2 separate regions of the Mus musculus genome follow, and region 1 is linked to region 2. A link is a contact called in public Hi-C data. All regions are on one chromosome and are shown on one strand. The core of a region is the stretch at or near the end of the contact, and the rest is flanking DNA. Distances in the headings are between cores, read along the strand shown. Region 1 overlaps Nrp1 (neuropilin 1). Region 2 overlaps Pard3 (par-3 family cell polarity regulator).

Region 1 (6,199 bases), core at 304-2,803, 1.1 Mb before region 2:
GGTATCACCCCATACTGATGGATTTATGTCCTGCTACTTTTGAGCCCTCCGGTATTGGACTTAATGTAATAATCATTGACTCTAGAGAGGTGTGTTCAGTAGATTTGGACAGATAGCAAATCTGTGGCAACTTCAAATGTGTGACCTTAGGAAGGGCTGACATACACAGTATGAAACAGGAAAGAAAAGATGCAACGTTAAACATTGGGAAGGGTGGGGGAGGGGAGACATTTCACAGCTGACTGTGATGTCCAAGTGTGTAGCAAAGATTCTATAGTAGGATTCTGCAAGTAGACAGGAAGAGGAAGGGAGTGGGGCACACAGGAAGAGCAGAATTGACCATGAAGATCTGTAAAGATGAAACAGTCAGCACCAAGTAGCCAGCTATGCTTCTCACACTAGCAGACACTGTTGGTCTTAAATGCGTGGACTCTGAAGGACACTAATTGGAAGGCAGTGGTCAGCAGCTGTGGAGATAATGTAGAATCTCCAGATCCATCCTCGTCCATGTCCGGACTTTGCTTTGCTTTCACCCACCTTCTATTCCAGGCCACAAGAATGGTACACTTAAGACAAACAGCAGGAATAGTAGAGAAGCCAGCACTGTTCAGGGAAGTTCTCCACAGTGCACCCCCGCTGTGTTCTGGAGGGTTCCTTTCCTGCATGTTGCTCTCTTTCCCCACAGATATTTAGGCTCACAGGTACTACGATCAGGTAATATGCTTCCCAAACCCAGGCAACTTCTCTTCTCTCACTGTCTCCTGATTATTTGAGAGTCCTTACTTTCTGAGTTTGTAGAATATCCTTAACTTTCGGAGTTTTAGAGTATATCTTTACTTTCTAGCTGTCATATTCTTGCCTGGAAGATGGATGTGTTTTCAGGTCTGAATTTGGAGGAATTCTGTGATGAGGGATGGTGGGGAGGGATATGGAGTGGGGGTAGGCACATGTGCCATTGAACATCAAATGGTTTTCTCAGCTCGTTGAGCACTTCCCACTGGGGGTATGACACACATCAACATCTGGAAAGTATCCAGTGGTATGTACACTATCTTCAGAAGTTCATCAGACTTTGGAGTTCTAGTGGCTGCTTCCTGAGCCAGTTTTCACAGCTCAGTGGACATAAGTGACTCAATAAGACACTGTTTCCAACATTGATATAAAATTCAAAGAGTCTAGATTCTCTCACCATATCTTATTTTTGAACAAAGAGCTATCAGGCAGAAACAAAGAAATCACCAGCTTTTCCTTGTAGGTGTGAGATAGGGAGCAGCGTTGGTCCTACTGCTGGGGACCCTGGAAGGCAGGGGTCCCCTGACTCCTTCCTTGCTCTTTCTGTTCAGGTATCTACAAGAATAAACACTTTACGGCCAAAGGCATTGTCTTCACAATAACAGGAAACACATTCCCCAGATACAGAGAGGCAAGGAAAGGCCCACATTTTACTGAGGATCACTGGAGGACGAAGCAGCATTTCTCAGCATTGTATAGTAAATCACACAGCTCGTAGCCTTTGAGCCATGAAATGCTTGCCGCTGCTTGCCATGACTGCGCACAACCGGCCATTGGTAATGTAATGTGGAAAACCTCATTTCCAAAATGAAAATCTGCCTTGCTCAATAAAATACGGCCCCGTGAGTGAGCATTGGCAAGGGAGCATTTATCAGCTTTTAATGCTCCCCTGGCAGGCCAGCACAACAGCCTGAGAAAATAAAGGACAAAGAACTGAGGTCTGATTAAAAACCGGAAAGTCTGCTTGTGAGGGGAAGACATGGCAGGTTTTCTTCAGAACATCTCTGATGACTCAAGGCTGTTTAATTCATCAGTTGATACTAAAGCTAAAGAAAATATTTTTAAGTAATTGTCTCATTTCCTTAGATAAAACACATGTTTTCTGACCTAGCCAGGCATGTAGACCTCAGCTATTCTAGGCTGAGTGGGCTGATTCACAGCATCTGACCATTGTCTGCTTGAAACTCAGGATCTCTGGCTTTTTATAGATGCTAATCAGAACACAACCACCTAAGGTTAATAACATAATCCTCTGATGGTTAATAACATAATTCTTTATCTATATTATTTTGTCACGATTATTGTCTTATTTAGAAAAATGCTGATAACTAAAATTGTTCTTTTTAATAGAAAATCTGCAATGCAGCCTCTGTGTTTAGGGTATTTAATTTAAGGGTAAAACTTAAATGTGTTACCTCCTTCAAACCACCTATCAAACAAGGAAAATTTTATGGATAAATAAACTGAGAAACAAACTGTCATATTCCCTGGTCCAGAGTCACCCTGTGTGGCTCAAGGCACCCCATGCTGGTCTTCAAGTTCGGTGGCAGCAAAAATATAATCCAACAGCTTTTTTTTTTTTTGGAAATTAAATATTTTGTGCAGTTATGGGAAATATGAGGCCATCTGTGACTACCTTGTTGATTACTTTAAACTGCACACAAGGCTACTGGAAGAGTTTACTTTGAATATTATTATATGGTGGAAGAATAAGCTGATAGTTATGGATTTTTTTTTAAAGTTCAAGACAAAGATCCAACATTCTCTGGTAATCTTAGACACGTGAATGAATCCTTCTGACCATAGTTAAGAGAAAACCAAGTTCCGGTTGCAGCTGGATCTGATTCCTTGACACTCTTCTAGTGTTAACCCACAAACCAGTAGAACCAACTTAAAAACAAAAATTTAATTGTGAGTTAGTCCTTGACTAGTAAGCAGTTCCACTTGGTTCTTTGTCAGGGTTCATGAGAAAGAGGCAAAAGGAATAGCAAAATCTTACCCAGTTGCCTACCAGAAATTAATATTGCTCCTCTGTCTTTTATCTTTTGGCAGACTTTACTTAGAGAACAAGGGTGTCTTCAGACTCCAACACACACACACACACACACACACACACACACACACACACACGCACGCGCGCATACACATGCACACACACAGACACCATACAATCAAACATATGAATTCACACACACAGACATAGATATCACACATACCCCACACATAGGTATGTAGACACACGCATAGACACACACACCACATAATGAAGCATGCACCATACACACAGACACATAGTCAGACATACCACACATAGGTACACACAAATACCACACTACACATATCTGATACATCAGAGAAAGAGAGAGAGAGAGAGAGAGATCACACATGCATACATGCACACATACACACCAGAGATCTATACACAATTCATATCTTTCTCCAAGCTATATATACTACACACATAGAGATAATCCATATATACTCATCCACACATACCACATACACATACCACATTACACATTAAGAAACACACCAGACACATACCACACATAGCCACACCACACCATACCACACACATACCCTACACACACACACACACACGAGAGAGAGAGAGAGAGAGAGAGAGAGAGAGAGAGAGAGAGAGAGAAATACTACATACATACATACATACATACACACATACATACATACATATATACATACATATACCACAGAGACAAGCATATACTACATAAATACATCACTAACACATCACATGGACCCCACACTCCTTTGTGGACCTTTGTAAAACGCAGGAATCTAGACATGAAGCAGATGATAGTTACAGAGACAAGGAATCCTCACTGTGGTTTAACTCCAAGCTTAGCATCACTGTATGGCTGAATTGTTTTCTCTGCCTCTGGGACACCAGGCATTCCCATGAAGGAGAGATGCTCTCCCGAGATTCCACTTTTGAGCCAGCAACACTCCTCTATCTTGCATGAAGCTTTATGTCTACACTAGAAACAAAGCACTTTGAGAAAACATTACACTGATTGTGTGCAGCTTTGCTGTTCAGATGCCACATTGGGTCCTCAAACCTTAAGGACAGGTAAGTGAGTGTGAACAGAAGCTTGAACCTGTGCAGGGCATCCTACCCTGGAGGAAAGGCAGTGACTGGCAATTATTCATTTACAATGCAAGTAAGTGTTTGGTGTGTCTATACATTCATTGTGAGGGTTAAGAGAAAAGTTACAAGATTTCTGTCCTGCAGTAAGAGAGGGAAAAAAGGCAAGTAAACAAACAAAAACATTTTCAGTACAGAGTGTACAGGCTGCACTGAACTGCTCAGCAGATTCTGGGCTTAGGAAAATCAGGGGGTTATGGTAGGCATGTCGTGGCCAAAGGCAGAGACCTAGGAAGTGGTTGTGTAACTTTGACAAGAAAGAATGACCTGGCTAAGATTCCAATTCAAGCTTTTGTTTCTTCCTCTCTTCAAGAGACAATATTCAGTTATGCCTCATGTTATTATGGGGACTATTTGAGGACATATCATGCACACCCCTACACCAGGGCCATTAGATTGTGAGTACATTTTTCCTTAGTAGTTTTGTAGTTGGTGTATATGTATATGCACATGTGTGTGTGTAAATTATAATTTCAGAGGAGTGAGTCTTCTGAAGTTTTATTCACTATTCCTAAACACCCCTAATCCTTAGCAGATGGCATCAGTGTTCCCTGCGATTAAATTCAATGCTGTTCTAAGTCCAGCATGGTTGGCAAGATCTAAAACCCCTTTCTTCCAAACCAAAGACAACTGCATGATATTAAAGTCAAGAAGAAAGTGTCTAGGCCACGAACAGTAAGGTGGAATGCAATTACTCTTATCCGCATATTTTGCACTACGCATATTATAACTCTCCACAAGCTTTCCGGTCCTTTAGAAAGGCTGTTACTTAAAGCTTGAGTGCCATTGAATCTTCCTGGTTGGGTTATGGAGTGGTCCTTGTTATTCATTTCTCAAATGTCCTCTCAGGAACTTAGTGTCTCTTCTGGAAGTTGGCTAAATGGGCAGCAGTGATGCAATAGCTCTTCTACTGTATCTACAGAATCTCAAAGACTTGGTCCTGGCCACTCACATTCCTGTTAAGGAGCAAAGACAAGCCTGGCAGCCTAGGGTGTTTATGTGTGAGCAGTTCTTCATACCTTTCTTGTACTTTGGCAAAAGTAACATCAAAGTCTATGCACCACCAAAAGTCATAAGGCTTACCTAATTTTCAATCTGTGTCATTGTAGGGCTACAGAAAGTAGGCAGACTCCAGGCAGAAACAGAGCTAAGCTGGTTCCAAGGCATATCAAAGAACACAGACACAGACACACAGACACACAGACACACACACACACACACACACACACACACACACCCAAACACACACACACACACACACACCCAAACACACACAGACACACACACCCAAACACATACAGACACACATACACAGACACAGACACACACACACACACACACACACACACACACACAAACACACACACCCCTTCCTAGTTTCTTGGAAGCTTAAAAAGATTTCAAACTAAACCAATCAAGAAAATATTAAGTAGAGAGAAGGAATCTTTCTGTTTAAAATGCTGTTCTGGGGCTAGGGGGTGGCTCCGTCAGTGAAGTGCTTAAAGACATGAGTTTGACTGCCAAAGCCCGCAGAAAGCTGTTGCAATTGGTACACACATTACCTCAGCACAGGGAAGGATCTCTGTAGCTCACTGGTCAGCCTGTTTAACCTATCTGGTGAGTTCTAGGTTTGTGAGACACTGTCTCAAACACAAGGTGAGTAGCTGCTGAGGAATGGCACCTGAGTTTATCATTTGGCCTCTACACGTATGCACACATACCTGTCTATGCACAGATGTACCACCCTTTCCCCCCAATACAATGTAGTTGTTCTATTCTGCTCATGTGAGTCTTTTTGCTACATTGGGGTGATTCCTAAATGACTGACCAGAGATACGCAATTATAGTCGGCATCTGCCTATTCCACAGTCAATCATGCCTTTGATTTCTCCTTTGCCTAAAATCTTGGTTTAAAAAACAAATGGGGGGTGGGGGAAATTTCTGGAAACTAAAGGCTTACAGATGGGAGTAATGGCCTCCATCAGTCATTTGCCCTATAAACTCTGACAGCTTCCTTTCACACGGTTTTCCATGTATTTCTCACTGATGTAGGTGGGCCTCTCTTGGTAATGAGAGTTTCATGTGCTGATGGAGTGGTTGTGAATTCAGGTGTCGAGAAAACTCCTCCACTTGGCATAAAACATCCTTCCTTCAGGAGCTTCCTTCAGGAGCTGACAGGATCACTGAACCTGAGGTTAGAATGAATGTGGCCCAGAGACCAGACAGAAGAGAAGGATCAGG
Region 2 (6,097 bases), core at 534-3,033:
TGTCCATAAGTTGTACTGTATTCCACAGGGAAGAGGAAGGGCTTGCAAATAGCTTACATGTGTAATGGACACTTAGGAAACAAAAACAACAACAATTGGTGTGGGATCATTTTTACATCGGAATCAATTCAATTAACACTTCTGTGGAATATCATAATGAACAGTATTTCCTTTCTATCAGAAAATAACTCCAAGGGAAGAAAGATGGCTCTGCAGTGAAAAGCTCTGGATGCCCTCCTGGATGACCTGGTTTCAATTCCCAGATCCACATGACAGCTAAGGAGGGACTCCAGTTCCAGGGACTCTGCTGCCCTCTTCTGGCCTAGTTGAGCACTGCATGCAAATGGCACATAAACTTTGTGCAAGGAAAACATCCAAACACATTAAATAAAGTTAAATAACTTTTTTTTAATTAGAAAATAATTTAAGGGTCTGGAGAAATGGCTCAGTGATTAATAGTGCTCACTCATAACCACCTGGAACTCCATTCCCAGTGATATAATCCCCTCTTCTGACCCCTGCATGCATCTACCCACACACATGTGGCAGATGCATAGGCAGACAGGAAAGAATTTCAAAATCACAACATGGTTTTCATATCAAATATCTATATGAATTAGAAGTGTTTCTTGGGGAGGGGTGGGTGTTGACTAAATAAAATGATCACAAGAGTCTAAATCTTATGCCAAGCATATTGATGGTGTGCTAGAATTTATAGTATATGCAATTTCTGTAAACGGACACAAAATCATACTGTCCCTCTAGTGAGGAAAAAAGCAAACAAATGCCTATACAGGTGAAACTTTCCCAGCTCGCAGCCATAGATGATAGAACAATACATTTACAGTCTAGCGAGAATGAAGAAACCCCTGGATCTAAAGAAAAAAAGCTCTCAGAAAAATCACAATGTTTTCACTACAGAGTGCTTACTGTTAGGCCCAATTCTAATGTCCACAAATTATCCAACACAATCAAATATTTTGTTCAAATACCATTTGCAAAGGAAGCAGGGAATTTACTTAGTTGTAGACATGAAGAATAATTTAATGTTTCCTTGAGAACAAAATTGACAGGTGTCTTGGACTTACATCAACATTTTTGGATTTTTCCTCCCACCCCCCCCCCATGTCCTTTTAAGAACCTCACTTAACTGGGTCACAGCAGCTCAGCAAAGCTCAGACAGACTCCTGGGCTCTCCCAGGATTAAACAGGACCAGCTCTCAATCAGCAGAGCTCATTAGGACACACAGAGATCGGCAGGGGCAGCTGATGGTGCAAGCTGCTTAGCTCTCACATCCGAGTTCAATTAGGAGGCTGTCCCCAAGGAAGCGCACAGGCCAACACTTAGATAAGAAAGGCAGTGTCCTCCATCACTTTCAAAGCAGGACCACGGCTTCACACAGACAGACTTTCCGTCTCTCTTCAGCCCTCAGGCCTTTCCTCTGTAACATGTCTTCAGTCTTCCCTGTCACAGGCAGGTGCTATATAACAAGCAGTGTTGTCAAGAAGTATCAATTGTATAACCGCACAAATCTCGAATAAAATTTATATGTATGTGATGGCTATTCTTAGTTGTCAGCTTCACTACCTCTGGATGCTATGGATAGGTAAAGCATGGTGACTGTCTGGGCTGTGTCTACGTGGACACTGGGAGAAGCCACGGCAAACTCACTTTGGTAACGTGGCCAAGAGGAGGGTGGTGGGCAGAAACACAGATGTCATCCTGAGGGGAAGGATCTGTCAAGGGACAAAAGAGGAACCAAGCCTCTGTACTCTAAGGGGCAGAGCCTGCGTGAGGAAGGCTTGTGGGGGGAGGGGGGCTCCAGTTGAACAAACACCCACTGAAGGAATGACTGGAGCAAAGAGATTTGCAAGGGAGAAACCACATGACTGACAAGGCAAGCAGGAGGGAAGTGAAGACCTTGGCACGCCAAAGGCCATTGTTTCTTTAGAGGAACAGGGGCAGAGTGAGCACCCACAGGCAAATCAAGACATCTAAGGGGGATGACAGTGCCATCACACCATACTTCTGTCTAGGTAAAAGTTAAAGCACAAAGGGCCAGTTAATGAGTTTCTTCTTTGAACCGAGAGCATTGGACAGGACAAGAAACATGTTTACCAGAGGGCTCAACTAATGAATATCAACATTACAGTTTCATTTCTCAACTTGGAAATTGTAACTCTTGAAGAAAACAAGCATGTGTGTGTGTGTGTTTTGGGGCTGCTCCATCACCCAGCATTGTAAAGACTAAATCATCAAAATTAGGAACTAGTATGTGCTTAGCTTAGAGAAGATAAAAAATACTGCCCCGTATGAAAAGAAATTCAAATGTCCCAGCCCACCAATCTCTTCAGCTGGATGTAGTAAAAATAACCACACTTCTCTCCAGTAGTTTAATCTCTACATAGTTTCTCAGCTACTTAAAAAGTCTGACTTAGCTTGTGCTGGAGAGACTACTGGGTTGGTAGAGTACCTTGGAAACACTCACAAGGGTCTCACCTGAGACCTGAACATCAGAAAAAGCAAAGGGGAAAAAGGCCCCTCATCAATACAGAACCATCACAGAAATATCACAGGCCACACAGGTGGCCAAAACCAAAACCAGCGAATGAATTGCTCGAACACTTAAAAGCAACATTTTCAGGACTGCTCCAAAACCAAGTTGATCGTGATAGGAAAAACCTACAAAGGAACTGATTAAACAAAAACAACCACCACCAAAAAACTGTCTCTATCCAAACTAAACTAAACTAAATAAATAAATGTCTTTTAAACGGTTCCTATTCTCCAGGCAGGGTATCAGAAATAGGTTTTGAGAAGAATATACTATAAGATAGAAATGCTGATGTAATTTTCTGACTAGTATTCCTAAAGTGGACAGTAGTTCTACCTCTCCTAAGACACAAAAATAAACAGCAAATGTTAAGAAGAGTGAGAAGCAGAGGTATGAACAGTGCACTGCACATCAGAGACAGACACATCTTTCCCCATCATCTGAGCACAATGCTCCAACAAAGGGCTTTAAGGCCGACCGCAATGAGCACAGGAAAAGGCACCTGAAGGTCAAGGATTTATAAAATAATGTGTCTTTATCCAGCCAGGCTGACTGTAACAGTGTATTCACGGGCAAGAAAAGCAGTGAACACTAAGATTCCACAAATGTCACTCCATATACCACCTGACTGGTTTTTTTGCTCAGAATTTCTGACTCACCTCCTGTCTCCCTGCAGGCTTTCAGCTCCATCAATCAAAGAAGCAGCAGAAGGTAGTAATCACAGCCAGCAAAAAGGACAAAACAGGCTGAGGGATGTGGCTCAGTAGGTACAGTGCTTACCTGGTAAACACAAAGTTCTGAGTGCTGTCCTCTAGACTGCATTATGTTGGGTTTGGTGGCACATACATGTAATCTCACAGAGCAATGAAGGCAGAAGGGATAGATAGATAATAGAAAAATAGATAAATGATATATAGATGATAGATAATAGACAGTCAGGGGATAGATTATAGATAGATGCTAGATATAGACAGATGATGGATAGATGACATAGGTAGATGGACAGATGGACAGATAGATGTTAGGTAGGTAGATAGATAGATAACAGATAAATAGGTAGATGATAGATTATAGATTGATGATTGATGATAGATGATAGATAGATAATAGATGATAGCTAGCTAGCTAGATTTATAATAGATGATAGATAGATAGATAGATGATAGCTAGATAAATAGATGTATAATAGATGATAAATAGATAGATGTATAAGAGATGATAGGTAGGTAAGTAGGTAGATAGAGAGATAGACAGATGATAGATAATAGATAAATGATATATAGAGATGATTGATGATAGATTATAGATAGATGATAGAGATAGATAATAGATAGATGTATAAGAGATGATAGGTAGGTAAGTAGGTAGAGAGATAGATAGATAGATAATAAATGATATATAGAGATGATTGATGATAGATTATAGATAGATAATAGAGATAGATAATAGATAATGGATGAATAGATAGATGATAGATAGATAGATAGATAGATAGATAGATAGATAGATAGATAGATAGATAGATAGAAAGATAAAGAAAACAATCCTGACAAGCAGCCTTTGAAGGGCTCCAGAAGTGAATGAGTGACAACTGCCCCCCAGCTCTATCAGATCACAGAGGCCCATATGCTTAGGTAGTACCAAGCAGAGGTGATCAGAAGGCGAGTGCATGTGTACATGGGAGCTTGCGCGCGCGCGCGCGCGCGCACACACACACACACACACACACACACACACACACCTCCAAGTCCCAAGCAAAAGGATATATAAAGGTGGGCATAAGGACTAAGACTAAATTAATTCTTCAGAAGAAGACTAAAAATGATTTAAGAAGATTAAACTGTATTCTAATTCTGATGAGATGCCACTGGAGCAAGACTCCATCTCTGAAAGGATGAACACTGGGGATGGCAGTGAGCAAGCTCAGCATTCCAAATGGTGCTTCCAGTGTGAGAGAAGAAAAGGCGATTCAAGACAGTAACAGCAGGGCTGGGCTGTAGCTCAACAGCAGAGCACTTGCCTGCCATGTGCAAGGCCATGGGTTCTATCCTCAGCCTACCATGTAACAGCCCTTCCTAAAAGGTTACTCAGGATTCCATGAATGAACCTTTTCTTGCCTAAAATGAAGTGGAAAGAGAAGCAGCCTCCCAGAAGTATTACAGCATTGACCTGAATCTGCACTACATGCAGGTGACATCATTCAACCTTCATGGAGGACAAACCCAAAGCTACAGAGCAGCATCAGTCCCCACATGCACAGGTACAGGGGAAACCTACAGAACTCCTGCACAGCAAGCAAGCTGAGAGACACAGGCATGTATGCTTGTCTGAAGTGCAGGTTTCCAATGCTGACTGACACACACATCAAAAATCCACTGTGGGCTTGTGTTACTAAGCATGTGAAAGGGTAAAACGCTTCTTTTCTCTCAGGAGAAAAAAGGAGCTCTGCCAGTGACCAGAAAGGCTTCCCCAGGAAGGTGGGGTGTTCTGAGGGGAGCACGCACCCAGGTCCCTCTCCAGCCCTACTCTCCACAGGACACTGGGGATAGATGCAGAAAATATGTAGGAATCATGGAGAATAATGCATGATCCCTATACGTGGAGCCTACCAATCACCGCATTCTAAAACAAATAATTTTAAATTGCCTCGTAAGCAGAGTCATTTATTATCATTTGCAATACGGCAACAGCAGGGGCGAGAAGAAAGCACTCTTAAAATGTTGGTTTTGGTTTTATTTTCGGTATTATTGTGAATAGCATCGATTTCTGCTATAATAAAGTGTCTAGCATTCTAGCATAATGACTAAATTTAATCCTCAAACGGTCTCGACGGTTTTAACTTTCTGCATTCAGGACTGCTGCAGGAAAGCAATTATGTTTTCCTTCTGCACAAATTTTGCAAATCATTGCCAAACGAGAAATAGTATTAATAAATCTCTTTCTTTTTAATAGAAAACAGTACGTATTTTTGGACTTAGTGGCGAGGAACTTGCATTTTTTCAGTCAACATTTGGCAGTACCAGAACTGAGCCTCAGTTCCTAGGAATGGTGGTCACAGCAGAACTGTGGCTGTTCCTCTCTGGGCTTCCACAGGGCTTCCATGGTTTCATGTTATGGCCCACGAGTCAGCTCACTAGTCAGTCCGCAGCTGCTATAATCAATTTCTGAGTGAACCATTTCTTAATTTTGTAATTACAAAATAAAGATCATGTCATACGTTGGAAACTCATTTCTCTTTGTGTTATCTGGGTAGTTCTAGGTCTTTGTAAAAATCAGGTTTTCTTCTGTCTCTTTCTTTCCTTTCATTTGGAGAAGATGTAAATTTCATAAGAACTTGGGAAGAGGAGACTACAAACCTTAAAGGTGATCTGTTGACAAAGCTACTGTGGTTAGCTTCGTATAAACAGGAGCCACGCCTGTCTACCCATGGCACCTGGCAGTTCACTACAAGTTAAAACACACATGTGCCTGTGCCCACACATGCATACAACCTGGCTTTGTCAATTCTAAAACTCCTGGCATTGAGATTTTAGGTGTTTCAT

The links. A called contact is a pair of places that touch in the nucleus more often than the background predicts.
Region 1: a Hi-C map of bone marrow-derived macrophages shows a contact between it and region 2, with 9 read pairs. The contact joins two enhancer-like sites. A contact is called at or near these places in 1 of 484 Hi-C or Micro-C datasets (bone marrow-derived macrophages), 1 of 115 datasets of contacts at active chromatin or transcription factors (fibro-adipogenic progenitors) and 1 of 9 other capture datasets (embryonic stem cells).

Annotation. Positions count from the first base shown.
Region 1 is chr8:128,446,160-128,452,358 of GRCm38.p6, reverse strand. The region is part of intron 6 of Nrp1 (neuropilin 1); the gene reads right to left. Among named protein-coding and RNA genes, the nearest start is that of Gm32643, 44 kb to the left of the region's middle. Within about 2 kb of position 1,553, at least 40 of the 459 cell types and tissues checked have an H3K27ac peak or open chromatin away from gene starts, as enhancers often do. A contact at or near this core is called in bone marrow-derived macrophages, where this site is marked.
Region 2 is chr8:127,326,152-127,332,248 of GRCm38.p6, reverse strand. The region is part of intron 5 of Pard3 (par-3 family cell polarity regulator); the gene reads right to left. Among named protein-coding and RNA genes, the nearest start is that of Gm9909, 130 kb to the left of the region's middle. Within about 2 kb of position 1,783, at least 39 of the 459 cell types and tissues checked have an H3K27ac peak or open chromatin away from gene starts, as enhancers often do. A contact at or near this core is called in bone marrow-derived macrophages, where this site is marked.